Regions from separate parts of the Sus scrofa genome. Here region 2 is linked to region 1. Evidence: chromatin contacts called from public HiChIP or PLAC-seq data. All regions are on one chromosome and are shown on one strand. Each heading gives the region's core, a stretch centred on a gene start, on an enhancer-like site or on the middle of the called end of the contact. The rest is flanking DNA. Distances are from core to core; before and after follow the strand shown.

Evidence for each region. HiChIP or PLAC-seq counts read pairs in DNA pulled down with a chosen protein or histone mark.
Region 2: an H3K27ac HiChIP or PLAC-seq map of skeletal muscle shows a contact between it and region 1. The contact joins the promoter of FRAT2 here to the enhancer-like site in region 1. A contact is called at or near these places in 2 of 5 promoter capture datasets (fetal liver and liver), 23 of 47 Hi-C or Micro-C datasets (alveolar macrophages, blood, embryonic fibroblasts and 11 more) and 2 of 2 datasets of contacts at active chromatin or transcription factors (alveolar macrophages and skeletal muscle).

Annotation. Positions count from the first base shown.
Region 1 is chr14:108,707,399-108,714,239 of Sscrofa11.1, reverse strand. The region is part of intron 1 of ARHGAP19 (a long non-coding RNA gene); the gene reads left to right. Among named protein-coding and RNA genes, the nearest start is that of ARHGAP19, 28 kb to the left of the region's middle. Within about 2 kb of position 1,684, at least 2 of the 83 cell types and tissues checked have an H3K27ac peak or open chromatin away from gene starts, as enhancers often do. A contact at or near this core is called in omental adipose tissue and skeletal muscle, where this site is marked.
Region 2 is chr14:108,751,882-108,758,790 of Sscrofa11.1, reverse strand. FRAT2 (GSK-3-binding protein FRAT2) reads left to right here and starts at 3,637. Exons shown (of 1, transcript XM_021072329.1): 1 at 3,637-6,118. The coding sequence starts at 4,042. The coding sequence ends at 4,728.

The DNA.
Region 1 (6,841 bases), core at 435-2,934:
TTCTTTGAATCCTTTTTAATTTCCTTGATTAATGTTTTATACTTCTCAGCATATGTCTTTCACCTCCTTGGTCAGGTGTATTCCCAGGTATTTGATTTTTTTAGGGTGCAATTTTAAAAGGCTTTATATTTTTGTATTCCTTTTCTAATATTTCATTGTTAGTATACAGAAATGCGACCAATTTCTGAATGTTAATTTTATATCCTGCTACTTTGCTGAATTCGTTGATCAGTTCAAGTAGTTTTTGGGTTGAGTCCTTAGGGTTTTCTATATATAGTATAATGTCATCTGCATATAGTGTCAGTTTTACCTGTTCTCTTCCAATTTGGATATGTTTTATTTCTTTTGTTTGTCTGATTGCTGTGGCTAGGGCTTCCAATACTATGTTGAATAACAGTGACGATAGTGGGCATCCTTGTCTTGTTCCAGATTTAGTGGGAAGCCTTTCAGATTTTCTCCATTGAGTATTGTAGTTGCTGTGGGTTTGTCATAAATGGCTTTATGTTAAGGTATGTTCCCTCTATACCCACTTTGGTAAGCATTTTTATCATGAGTGGATATTGGACTTTGTCAAATGCTTTTTCTGCATCTTTTGAGATGATCATGTGGGTTTTGACTTTTCTTTTATTCATTATGTATGACGTTGATTTATTTATTTATTTATTTATTTATTTATGTCTTTTTGCTATTTCTTGGGCCGCTCCCACGGCATATGGAGGTTCCCAGGCTAGGGGTCTAATTGGAGCTGCAGCCACTGGCCTACGCCAGAGCCACAGCAACGCGGGATCCGAGCCGCGTCTGCAACCTACACCACAGCTCAGGGCAACGCGGGATCGTTAACCCACTGAGCAAGGGCAGGGACTGAACCCGCAACCTCATGGTTCCTAGTCGGATTCGTCAGCCACTGCGCCACGACGGGAACTCCAGACGTTGATTTATTTGTGTATGTCGAACCGTACTTGTGAACCTAAGATGAATCCCACTTGGTTGTGGTGTATGATCTTTTTTATATGTTGTTGGATTCGCTTGGCTAAAATTTTTTTTTTTTTTTAATTTTTTTTTTCTTTTTTTTTTTTTTTTGTCTTTTTGCTATTTAACCCACTGAGCAAGGGCAGGGACCGAACCCTCGACCTCATGGTTCCTAGTCGGATTCGTTAACCACTGCGCCATGACGGGAACTCCTTGGCTAAAATTTTGTTGAGAATTTTTGCATCTATATTCATCAAAGATAATTGGCCTATAGTTTTCTTTTTTGGGTGTATCTTCATCTGGTTTTGGTATTAGGGTGATGTGGACAGCTACTCTTACGGACAGAGCATTTCAAAACTTTTGTTAGAAATTGAATATTATTTCCTGAAAAACTGTGGTACAACTTAACTTTAAAACTGTTTCATGTATAAAAAACCTGCCAGCTTGGGCACATGGAGCCTGCTTTATTTTTTCTTTCTATGTACAGAATTCATAATACCAGTGTAACTTTGACTTGGAGAAAAAGTGAAGAATAACAGCCTCTTATTTATTACTTGTATGTATTAATATGCAATAGCTCTCCAATAAAGTGAAACGTTTTAAAGCCATGTTTCAGAGCCAGAAGGTTGAAAAGGCAGTAAGAGAGTGCATACTTCTCTCAGGGTGGTAAGTCAGGTTTAGACAACTTTAAATATAGCTCATATTTTGATAGATGTTGCCAAGATTGTGGTTCTTGGAGAACAAATCAAGTTAAGCAATTCACTAGGGAGGAAACATTTAGTTTTGTGGGTATGCAATTTTGATAGTAGTCAGCCAAAAGATACATCTGCAGGATATAGTTATTTTTTTCCCTACTGCCTTGAATTTTGCAGATTCATGGGTTCAGCATGCCTTAAAAGCACTTGCATTTCATTTTTATGTAATTGATTTTTCAGCTGTGGATTTTGTTTCCAGTCCTTTCACTAAGCATATCACCTTACATGTAGAGTTCCATCTAGTGGTAAAAGTAATCATTGCAGACTATAGTAATAAAAAATAATCCTTTTTGAGGGATACATTTTGCCTCTTATTACTCTTTGGGGTATTTGCCTAGCATATGCATTTAAATACTGGAGTCCTTGCTATCGCTAAGTGCCCATGTACCTAACTACTAATTCTCCTGGTTCTGGCCATCTGTGCAGAAACCTTTTTTTTTTTTTTCTCTCCCCCTCTTTTTCCCTTTTCTAGGGCTGCACCCATGGTATATGGAGGTTTCCAGGCTAGGGGTCTAATAGGAGCTGTAGCCACTGGCCTATGCCACAGCCTCAGCAGTGCTGAATCCAAGCTGCGTCTGCGACCTACACAACCATTTGTTAATCACTGAGCTGTGACAGGAACTCCTATGGAGAAAGCTTTATGATGAGGAAATTAATCTTTTGTATATACTTTACTTTGATTTTCTTTTCTTTTCTTTGCTACACCTGTGGCATATGGAAGTTCTCAGGCTAGGGGTTGAATTGGAGCTGCAGCTGCTGGCCTACACCACAGCCATAGCAAAACAGATCCAAGCCACCCCGTGACCTGCACTGCAGCTTGCGGCGATGCGGAATCCTTAACCTACTGAACACGGCCAGGGATCGAATCCCCATCCTCACAGAGACAATCTTGGGTCCTTAACCTGCTGAGCCACAACAACAGAAACTCCTACTTTGATTTTCTATGATATTTACATCAATTTGTAGCAAGATTTAAGTCAAAACTACTTGGTTTCTTAAAAAAACTTGTCGTGATGGAGTTCCCGTTGTGGTGCAGTGGTTATTGAATCCGACTAGGAATCATGAGGTTGTGGGTTCGCTCAATGGGTTAAGGATCCGGCATTGCCATGAGCTGTGGTGTAGGTCGCAGACACAGCTCGGATCCCAAGTTGCTGTGGCTGTGGTGCAGGCCGGTGGCTACAGCTCCAATTAGACCCCTAGCCTGGGAACCTCCATATGCTATGGATGCGGCCCTAGAAAAACAAAAAGACAAAAAAAAAAAAAAATTGTCATGAGAGATGTTGGTTATACATATAAGTATGTAGAATAATATAATCCATACTCTTTCATGCACCTTCTGCAAATCTTAACGTTTTCCATTTTTACTTCTAACGAATCACTCCCTTTTCCTCATAGCTTAATAGTTTATCATAAAACATTGCTTGTACCCTAGAAACTCCCCTTATGCCCTCTTGCCTCTTCATAATCACTAATTCCCAAGGGTTACCATTATCCCTAATGGTAAATACATCTCTGATTCTCTACCATTTTGCCACTTAAGCAAGTACAGCTATTCCTCGATTTACAATGGAATTGAAAATGCATTTAATACACCTAACACTGAACACCATAGGTTAGCCTAACCTATTTTAAACATGCTCAGACCACTTCCATTAGCATATAAAAATCATTTAGTCAAAACTGTTTAACTCAAATCCTAGTTTGTAATAAAGTGGTGAATATCTCATGTACTTTGTTGAATATGGTACTGAAAGTAAAAAAAAGAATGGTTGTCTGGGTACAGGATGGTTGTAAGTATATCGGTTTACCCTCATGACCTTGTGGCTGCCTGGGAGCTATGGCTCGTTATTGTTGCCCAGCATCATGACTGCGTCTTGGACTATATGTCACTAGCCTGGGAAAAGATCAAAATTCAAAAAAAATTTTTTTTTTCCATTTCTAGGGCCGCTCTCGCGGCATGTGGAGGTTCCCAGGCTAGGGGTTGAATCGGAGCTGTAGCCACCGGCCTACGCCAGAGCCACAGCAATGCAGGATCCGAGCCGCGTCTGCAACCTACACCACAGCTCACGGCAACGCCGGATCGTTAACCCACTGAGCAAGGGCAGGGATCGAACCCGCAACCTCATGGTTCCTAGTTGGATTCATTAACCACTGCGCCACGACGGGAACTCCAACGTTGAAAAATTTTAAATTGAACCATTGTAAGTTGGAGACTGTATCTCTAAACTGTTTTTGAAATTTGGTATAAATGGCATTATATAGTAAGTAGTTGCGCGTGTTTGTGTGAGAAAGACTTTTTTGTTGAACATTTTCTGTAGGATTCATTCATGATGGTGTATGTAACTGGAATTTGCCCATTTTCATTGTTGTAAAATCTGCCATTATATATGCCATGTTTTAAAAAACCATTCTGCTGGACATTTTGCTTCCAGTTTGTCTGTTTAGAAATTAAGGTAGGAGTTCCCTGTGGCCTAGCGGTTGAAGATTCGGTGTTGTCACTGCTATAGCTCATTGTCACTGCTGTGACTTGTGTTCCGTCCCTGGCCCATGAACTTCTGCATGCCATGGGCAAGCCCCACCCCAAAAAGAAATTAATGTATTAATGAACGTTCTTGTTTGGGATTTTTGATGCAATACATGGCTGCACTTGTTAGGCATGCTTTAGAATTGTTGGGTCATGGGGTACAACTTGTTCTACTTTAGTAGATAAGACCAAATAGTTTTTTAAAATAGTCATATATATATATTATATATATATATATGTATTTTTTTTTTTGCTTTTTTAGGGCTGCACCTGTGGCATATGGAGGTTCCCAGGCTAGGGGATGAATCAGAGCTGTAGCTGCCCGCCTACGCCACAGCCACATCAACGCAGCCTCTGAGCCGCATCTGTAACCTACACCACAGCTCACAGCAAAGCCAGATCCTTAACCCACTGAGTGAGGTCAGGGATTGAACCCAAATCCTCACGGATACTAGTCAGATTCATTTCCACTGAGCCACGATGGGAACTCCAAAATAGTCATATACATTTATAGCCCCACTATCTGTATAAAAGAGTTAGCTATTATTTTTTCTAATCTTTGATATTGTCAGTCTCTTTAATTTAGCCATTCTGTTGGATAATAGTATGTAATGGTTTTTTATTTTTATTTATTTATTTATTTATTTTTAAAAAATTTTTAAATTTATTTTTGTCTTTTTGCCATTTTCTTGGGCCACTCTCGCAGCATATGGAGGTTCCCAGGCTAGGGGTCGAATCGGAGCTGTTGCTGCTGGCCTACGCCAGAGCCACAGCAATGTGGGATCCGAGCTGCGTCTGCGACCTGCACCACAGCTCATGGCAACACCGGATCCTTAACCCACTGAGCAAGGCCAGGGATCGAACCTGCAAACTCATGGTTCCTAGTCAGATTTGCTAACCACTGCGCCACAACGGGAACTCCTTATTTTTTCTTATTGATTAGTACAAAAGCTTCATTTATTCAGAATATTAGCCTTTTTTTTTTTTTTTTTTGCCATATTGGGAAGATGTATGTTCCCACTCCATGCCTGTCTTTTTACTTTCTTAGTGGTATCTTTTTTTTTTTTTTTTACTATAATGATTTTTATTTTTTTCCATTATAGCTGGTTTATGGTGTTCTGTCAATTTTCCACTGTACAGCATGGTAACCCAGTTACACATACATGTATCTTAATGGTATCTTTTGATAAACACAAGTTCTTATTTTAATGAAGTCAAATATATTTATCTTTTCTTTTCTTTCTTTTACGGCCACACCTGTGGCATATGGAAGTTCCCGGCCTAGAGGTAGCATTGGAGCTGCAGCTGAGGCTTACGCTAGAGCCATGGTAATACCAGATCTGAGCTGCAGCTTGTGGCAATGCTGGATCCTTTTTTTAAAAAATTACACAATAAATTTTATTGCATTTGTAGTTTTATAATGGTCATCATAACCCAATTTTACAGCATTTCCATCCCAAACCCCCAGCCCATCCCCCACCCCCAACCTGTCTCATTTGGAAACCATAAGTTTTTCAAAGTCTGTGAGTCAGTATCTGTTCTGGAAAGAAGTTCATTGTGTCCTTTTTTTTAGATTCCACATATAAGTGATATCATATGATGTTGTTGTCTCACTGTCTGACTAACTTAACTTGTGATAATTTCTGGGTCCATCCATGTTGCTGCAAATGCTGTTATTTCTTTCCTTTTAATGGCTGAGTAATATACCGTTGTGTATCTGCGCCACATCTTCTTTATCCACTCCTCTGTTGATGGACATTTAGGTTGTTTCCATGTCTTGGCTGTTGTATAGAGTGCTGCAATGAACACTGGAGTACATGTATCTTTTTGAGTCATGGTTTTCTCTGGATAGATGCCTAAGAGTGGGATCAAATGGTAATTCTATTTTTAGTTTTCTAAGGAATCTCCATACTGTTTTCCACAGTGGTTGCACCAATTTACATTCCCACCAACAGTGTAATAGGGTTCCCTTTTCTCCACATCTTCTCCAGCATTTATTATTTGTAGACTTTTTGATGATGGCCATTCTGGTCAGTGTAAGGTGGTACCTCATAGTTTTGATTTGCATTTCTCTAATAATTGGTGATGTTGAACATCTTTTCATGTGCTTTTTTTGCCATCTGTATGTCTTTTTTGGAGAATTATCTGTTTAGATCTTCTGCCCATTTTTTGATGGGGTTGGTTCTTTTTTTTTTTTTTTTTGGTATTGAGCTGCAGGAGGTGTTTATAAATCTTGGAGATTAATCTCTTGTCAGTCACTTCATTTGCAAATATCTTCTCCCATTCTGTGGGTTGTCTTTTCATTTTATTTGCTGTGCGTAACTTTTTTTTTTTTAAGCTTGATCATTTGTTTACTTAAATTTTTTTTTTTTGTCTTTTCTAGGGCTGCTCCTGTGGCATGTGGAGGTTACCAGGCTAGGGGTCCAATCGGAGCTGTAGCTGCCGGCCGACACCAGAGCCACAGCAACTTGGGATCTGAGCCGTGTCTGCAACCTACACCACAGCACATGGCGATACCGGATCCCCAACCCACTGAGCAAGGCCAGGAATCGAACTGGCAACCTCATGGTTCCTAGTCGGACTCGTTAACCAC
Region 2 (6,909 bases), core at 2,388-4,887, 43 kb before region 1:
ACTGAATAGTTCCATCGAGCCCCCAAGTTCCCCTGTGCTTCCCCTGGTAGTTACAGCCTCCCTTCCACCACCTGACCCTCTAGCAATCCTTGATCTGTTACCTGAATCTACAGTTTTGTCTCAGATAATTTCAAATCATGATTATCTAGGTAGTTAGTAATTTTATTAAAAATAACCCCTTTCCTGGAGTTCCCTGGTGACTCAGTGGCGTGGATTCCATCCCTGGCCAGGGAACTTTCACATGCCAGAAACAAAACAAAAAACATTGTCTCTGCAGCAGCGTGGATCGCTGCTGAGGGGAGGGTTCAATCCCTGCCCCAAGGACTTCCCTATGCAGGTGCAGCCAAAAAAAGAATTTGGGAAAACTTTATCATATGACCTTGGGGATGACACTGGATTTAAGCTCTAAGAAGTAGACATAGTCTTAGTGATGTTTCAGCCTTAAAAAAAGGCAAATTCTTATGTAATAAAACGATTTTGTAAAGAAGCGATCACCCTTCATTTTCCAGATTCGGGATCTGAGGCACAGAAGGATGAAGTCGATGGATGCAAGTGGGATTCCAAACCTAGAGTTCATCTCTCCTCACCCTTGCTGGTGTCTCTGAGTGCAGGTTACTGAAAGCAAAGTCTACGTGGAAAGCAAACTTCAAGGCAGTCTAAACGATTGCCGACAATCCTTGAATTCTGTGTCCCTCCACGGGGGATGCCGAATACCCTCCACGTCTCTTTCCAGGCGGGCAGCCAGCATGCCAGGCACACAGCTCTCATTGCTTCCCTTTCTGATACCCTCTCATTACTTTTAATTGCTTCTGAGCCTCTCTAGCATCTTGTACTTTGATTCCTAATCCAGGGCATTTCTCTGCCTCCCACTGGTCCAGCACAGCACTTCCCCCTCTCAGTGCCCTCCAGAGAAGTGTCCCCAGAAAATGGAGTTGGTCTTCTGTAATGAATTCATCTCTATAATGAACAGTATAATATCCAAGTCCCGGCATATTTACAGAGCAATCTCCACACAAAAGCAACATTACAAAGGGAAGATTTTTTTTTTTTTTTTTTTTTAAAGAATGCCATCTCAAAGCTCCGTTTCCTATAGTACTAAGAACACGATGGGAATTACTCTGACAAGAAGACAAAAAACGACTTCCAGGGATGCAGGGTTAGAGACAATAGCTACACCAGCCCCATTAATGTTTAAAGTCAATGGAGCATAAAACTGCTTTTCTCTACTTACAGGCAGGCATCATCTTACAGAGAGGAGGGGAAAAAAATTACCATTTAACTCTGCTGAAATCCATAAGCCCTCCCCTAATTTTCATTCCCCTTGAAATTCTCCAGTAAGTACCATCAGAATGAAAATGAGAATCACTCTCTCTGGGGGTAATGGCTTCCAGTCCTCGTCAGCAAAGTGTGTGAAGAGCCCTCTACAGAGATGGAGGAGGAAGGCGGCCTCTAGGGAAAGGATCTGTCACCCAAACCTGCAGAACTAGTTGTGGGGGGGGTGGTCACACCTTGGGATGTGGGAGCCTTTGGGTTGACTTCAAGAAGGCCTTAAACAATCCCAGGTCAGGGCAGAATTCAGGGACCAGGCAAGTTCAAGGAAGGAATGCCTCGGGGGTACGTTTTACTCAGTGGGCTGCAAAGGGGAAACTTCATCATTAATATATTAGCTGTTTCCCTGAGGGAATCGCTGGAATTGAGCCAGGCCTCTGTTCGTAAACCCCTGGACCTAATCCCACATTACATTTGTGTAATGCCTGACAAAGCCTGTTCCCATTATCTCATTTGATCCTGAAAACAATCCTCAGAGGGAGGCAGGGCAGGGATTATTTTTTCCATTTTACAAGTGTCTTCACTTGTAAACTGATTTGCTAGGAGCCACACACCCAGACAGGGCAGGCATGAGACTTGAATCTCTTTAGGTCTTTGTACAACCTGTTCAGGGTTCTTCTGACTACGAACAACAGGCTGATCAAAATATTCCCAGCCCCACCCAGTCCTTACAACCGCCGGCTTAACAGCAGCTGGGATTTCATCAGGACGGAGCTGGGGTTTATAGGTCCCACACAGCTCTGCCCTAATGAAGATATACAGCCCTGTCTGACAAGCCCCGGGGGGGGGGGGGGAAGAAATCATACTGTCTCCCTGCACCAATGACCAAAATTAATCCAGATAGGTTTGGGAAAAAAATCAAGGCACTAGAAAAATCTAAAAAACTAGTACTAAATAGGAGTTCCCCTCGTGTGGCGCAGTGGAAACGAATCCAACTAGTATCCATGAGGATGGGGGTTCAATCCCTATCCTTGCTGGGTAGTTTGGGTGTCTGGTGTTGCGCTGACCTGTGGTGTGGGTCACAGCAGGCTCAGATCCTGCTTTGCTGTGGCTGTGGTGTAGGCTGGCTGCTGCAGCTGATTCAACCCCTAGCTTGGGAAACTCCAACCTTCAAGTGCCGAGGGTTTGGCCCTAAAAAGCCAAAAAAAAAAAATACTGCACAGGGCCAAGAAAATAACCACATTAAAATATGAAAGAAAAAAGTTAACTTCTGTTATGTAGAAGAGTCATGAAAATACATAAAAACGCAATAGGAAAAACTCAGAACTACTCACAAAAAAAGGAAGTACAGTTGGTTAACAAATATTTAAAAACTGCTCTAAGTCAAAAAATTAATGCTGAAAGGAGTTATCCATTTCATCTATGAAATTAGCCAAAAAAATAACTATAATATTCAAGAACTAGTGAAGATGTAATGAATAATGTAAGCTCACACATTGATGATGGGAGAGTAAATTTACCCAACTGTTGGAAAGCATTTTGGTACTTTTGTCAGAAACCTTAAAATATCCATATTTTTGACCTGAATTTCCATTCTGGGAATATGTTCTTAGGAAAGAATCAACATGGAAAAAGTTTTACACACAAAAATATTAGTCACACAGTTATTTGCAACGGCGACATTAGGTAAATAGCAAATGTGAAAAGAGAATTGTTCAATAACTTATGGGACAGCCACTTGACGGAAACCTTGGTAATCATTTTATATTCTCGAAGATGCATGCAATAACACCGTGTATGGCATATTTTAAGCGGAAAAGTCTATAACCAACGCACGGCTGTTTGTAAAACAATTTTATAGAAAAGGCCTGGAGAAGAAAAAATTTGTATCTGTGAACCATGTTGGAGTCCTATATTAGAGAGATTTTTTTCATCGCCCTATGTTTCTATTTGAATCTTTTTTTTTTTTTTTTAATGAACAAAGTCAACTCTTCTTTAACCATGCGGCGGCGTGTCCTTCTCCGCGCCGGGCCAGAGGGCTTGAGGACAGAGCAGAGCCAAGGCTCAGAGACCCCGTCTCGGCTTGATTCCGCCTTTCTCGGCGATGTTCGCTTCCCCACCCTTAGTTCCCCCAGCCCCACCCTTCCCAAGCCGCCCCTGACCCGGGGCTCGCCCCTCCCCTCCTCCTCCTCTCCGGGTCCCGACGACTGCGGGTGCGCGGAGGAGGAGCAGGGCGGGTTCAAGCCGTGCTGACACGTGGGGAGGGAGGAAACGTCGGAGGAGGAGGGGTTGGGTGTGTGGGTGGGTGTGTCTGCGAGTGGGAGAGTCCAATCCAGGCCACCTTAGAGTCTCCATTTTCTTGTGCTGCTGACTGGGCCGGGGAAGTAGGAAGATCTCCCCACTCCCAGGATCTCCTCCTAGGCAGACACCAAGTGTAGAAAAAAGAAAGCTTTGGCCGCGGCCCTGGGCTGCGGGCGAGGACTCTCGCGGAGCCGCCTCCTCGCGGGTCCCCCAGCCCGGGCAAGGTGGTAGAGCCCGGCGGCTACGTCACCCATTGTTTACAAATCAACTCCAGCCGGTAGGATTCCGGCTCCCCTCTGCTGCAGGCGCGCGCGGCGCGAGTCTCTCGCGGGCTCCGGCTTCCGCGTCCTCCCCGGCCCCGGCTTGGGCGGCCTCAGCCCCGCACCCGGCTCCGCAGCGGCCTTCCGAGCCCCGCGGGCGGCCGAGCTGCCAGAGACTCCGGCAGAGCTCCGGGTGCCGGCGAGGGGGGCCATGCCGTGCTGGAGGGAGGAGGAAGTGGAAGCCGGCGAGGAAGAGGAGGAGGAAGACAGCTTCCTCCTGCTGGAACAGTCGGTGACGCTGGGCGGCTCCGGCGAGGTGGACCGGCTGGTAGCCCAGATCGGCGAGACGCTGCAGTTGGACGCGGCACAGGACCGCCCTGTGTCCCCGTGCGCGCTCCCGGGACCGCCGCTGCAGCCCCCGCGGCCGCCGGCAGCAGTGCTAGCGGAAAAGGCCCGGGCCCCAGCTCTGCCGCTGCTTCTGCCGCCCGGGTCTGCGGAGGCTAGGGGTCCCGGGCCCCTAGGGGCTCTGCGCTGCCCCTTCGGGGATCGCGGCCGCGTGCGGAACCGGACTGCGCCCTACTTTGTGGCCGAGCTTGCCGCAGGCCCCAACGCCCTGCCTGGGCCGTGCCGGCGTGGATGGCTTCGGAGCGCTGTCGCCTCCCGCCGCCTGCAACAGCGCCCATGGCCCCCAGCTGGGGCGCGCGCCAACGACGACGACCCGCACCGACTCCTGCAGCAGTTGGTGCTTTCGGGGAACCTCATCAAGGAGGCCGTGCGGAGGCTCCAGCGAGCGGTCGCAGCGGTTGCAGCCACAGGCCCCACGGGCGGCCCCGGAGCTGGGAGCAGCTGTAGCAGACCGGACCCTGTCGCTCTGCAGCCCTCCGGCGCCTTGCACTGACCCAGGGCCCTTGGAGGAGGAAGACGAAGCCGGTTCGCAGACCCAACAGCGTCCTCCCTTCTTCACCAGCCCTGAGTTGCAGCCGCGGTTGCCGTTCTGCGAGCGACCGCCTAGGCTGCAGGGAGGCGTGTGGGGAGACACTTCAAGCCTAGAAGTTACCCGCCCCGGCAAAGCGGTCGGAGAGAAACTGGAGCGAGGAGAAATGCACCGGCCAGGGCGCGGCCGTGTCCGGTGAGAATTTCCCCGGCCACTTCGGAGACAGGACTTGGGATGAACTAGGAGAACTGTGGCAGCTATTTGCATCAACTTGTACCTGACTTAACCCTTGGGGAAGTCGTGTGCTTGGATTGTTTAAAAATACGGCTCCGAGAATCGTGGGGTCTTTATAACAATACTTGAAAACTGATGACACGAATACATTTTATTTTCTGGTGGAGGAGCTTAGTGAAAATGGTGCTACAATTGCTGTGCAAAGAAATTCCGGAGGGAAGAAGAATGTAAAAGCTTGGTGGTGGGTGGGTTGGCATCACCCCCCTGTTCTCCCAACTCATCCGTGGCTGGTGGAAGTGGGAGATGTGAATTCCACTTGTCGGGGTGGGGAGGTGAAGAACTTTGAAGGTGGGTGGAGTTGGTTGTGGACTTTTAAATGACTTGACCTTGCCACCTGTAATTCAAGGTCATAGTGTGCTGTAGGTGGAAGGCTGTGGGGTTCCTGGGAGAACTAACTCACCCTTGTGTTTTTGCTTTTGCTCGGAGAAGAGCCCTGTCTGTGCTTTGCTACCTCTTGGAGTCTCCCAAGGACACACAAGTGGAGAGGGAAGTGTGAGGAGAATGGATTTGTTTTTTTTCTGAGCTGTCTTTCTAACGCCTCCTCGCCCCGTGAGGCTAGTCTTGGCCATGCCATGAGCTTTCTCAGAAACAGGCATAAACAATCTTTGAGCCTCTCCTATACTCCCAGCTGGCTTTCTTATTCCACCCTTTCTGATGTCTGCTTGGGGCGAATGAGACCCTGGATGTTTTTCTGCTCTATTCTGGCCCTTTGGAGCCGTGGACCTGAGCCTCCATGAGTCTTCACCCCTCAGTTTCCTCCTGCCACCACCTCTTTGTGAGTGACTGAATTTTTTTTTTTTTTTTTTTAAATGTGACTCTCCAAGAGGAGAAACCGCTGGCTTTACCCAATGTAAAACTTGATGGCGCTCTACGTAAGGTGCCACCCCCAAACTTTAAGGGAGCTAAACTAATTTTTTAACAAGATTCAATGGCTTGTTCATCCTCCAGATGTAGCTGTTGATGAACACTTCGCACCGGAGTGTCTGAAATTGTGGTGGTCCTGATTTATAGGATTTCTTAATTCAAATGTCTGCGGAATAAATTTGGTTTTTGTTTTGGATCATGGTTTGGCTTCTTAGTGGAAAGGTGGGGGAAAGTAAAGTCACGATGAAGAGGGTCCTGGGGGGTCGAGGTGGGAGTCGGATACTGGTGGGGCTGTCGCACATGCGTGCTTCCAAATTCATGTTCCACACGATCAGAAAATTCAGCTCCAGGTTTCTAAAAACTTGCCGGGGGACTTTCACTTCCTTTGTGGAATAAGAACATATTCCGGAAACAACTTCTAGGCTGGCAGGCAGAGGCCAAGCAATTTGCTATGTTTGGAGGAGAGGATGGGGGGAGGTTTGAGTTTTCATCTGATTTTTTTTTTTTTTTCTTTTTTTTGCTTTTTAGGGTCACACCAGCAGCATGTGGAGGTTCCCAGGCTAGGGGTCCATCCTGAGCCACAGCTGCCAGCTTACACCACAGCCACAGCAACACAGGATTCAAGCCGCATCAGCAACCCACACCACAGCTCACGGCAACACTGGATCGTTAACCCACTGAGTGAGGCCAGGGATCGAACCTTCAACCTCATGGTTCCTAGTCGGATTTGTTTCCGAAGCGCCACAACAGGAACTCATCTGGATTTTTTGTGTTTGGAGAACGGAGAGGGTCCAGGCAGAGCCTGCTGATTTTCTCCTTTGAGACAGACCCAGTCTTGAGCTGTGGCCTAGGGGAAGGAAGATAGAATTGTGTTTGGTAGTTTTTTTTTTTTTTTTCATATGGAGGTTCCCAGGCTAGGGGTCTTCGGAGCTGTAGCCACCAGCCTACTCCAGAGCCACAGCAACGCGGGATCCGAGCCGCGTCTGC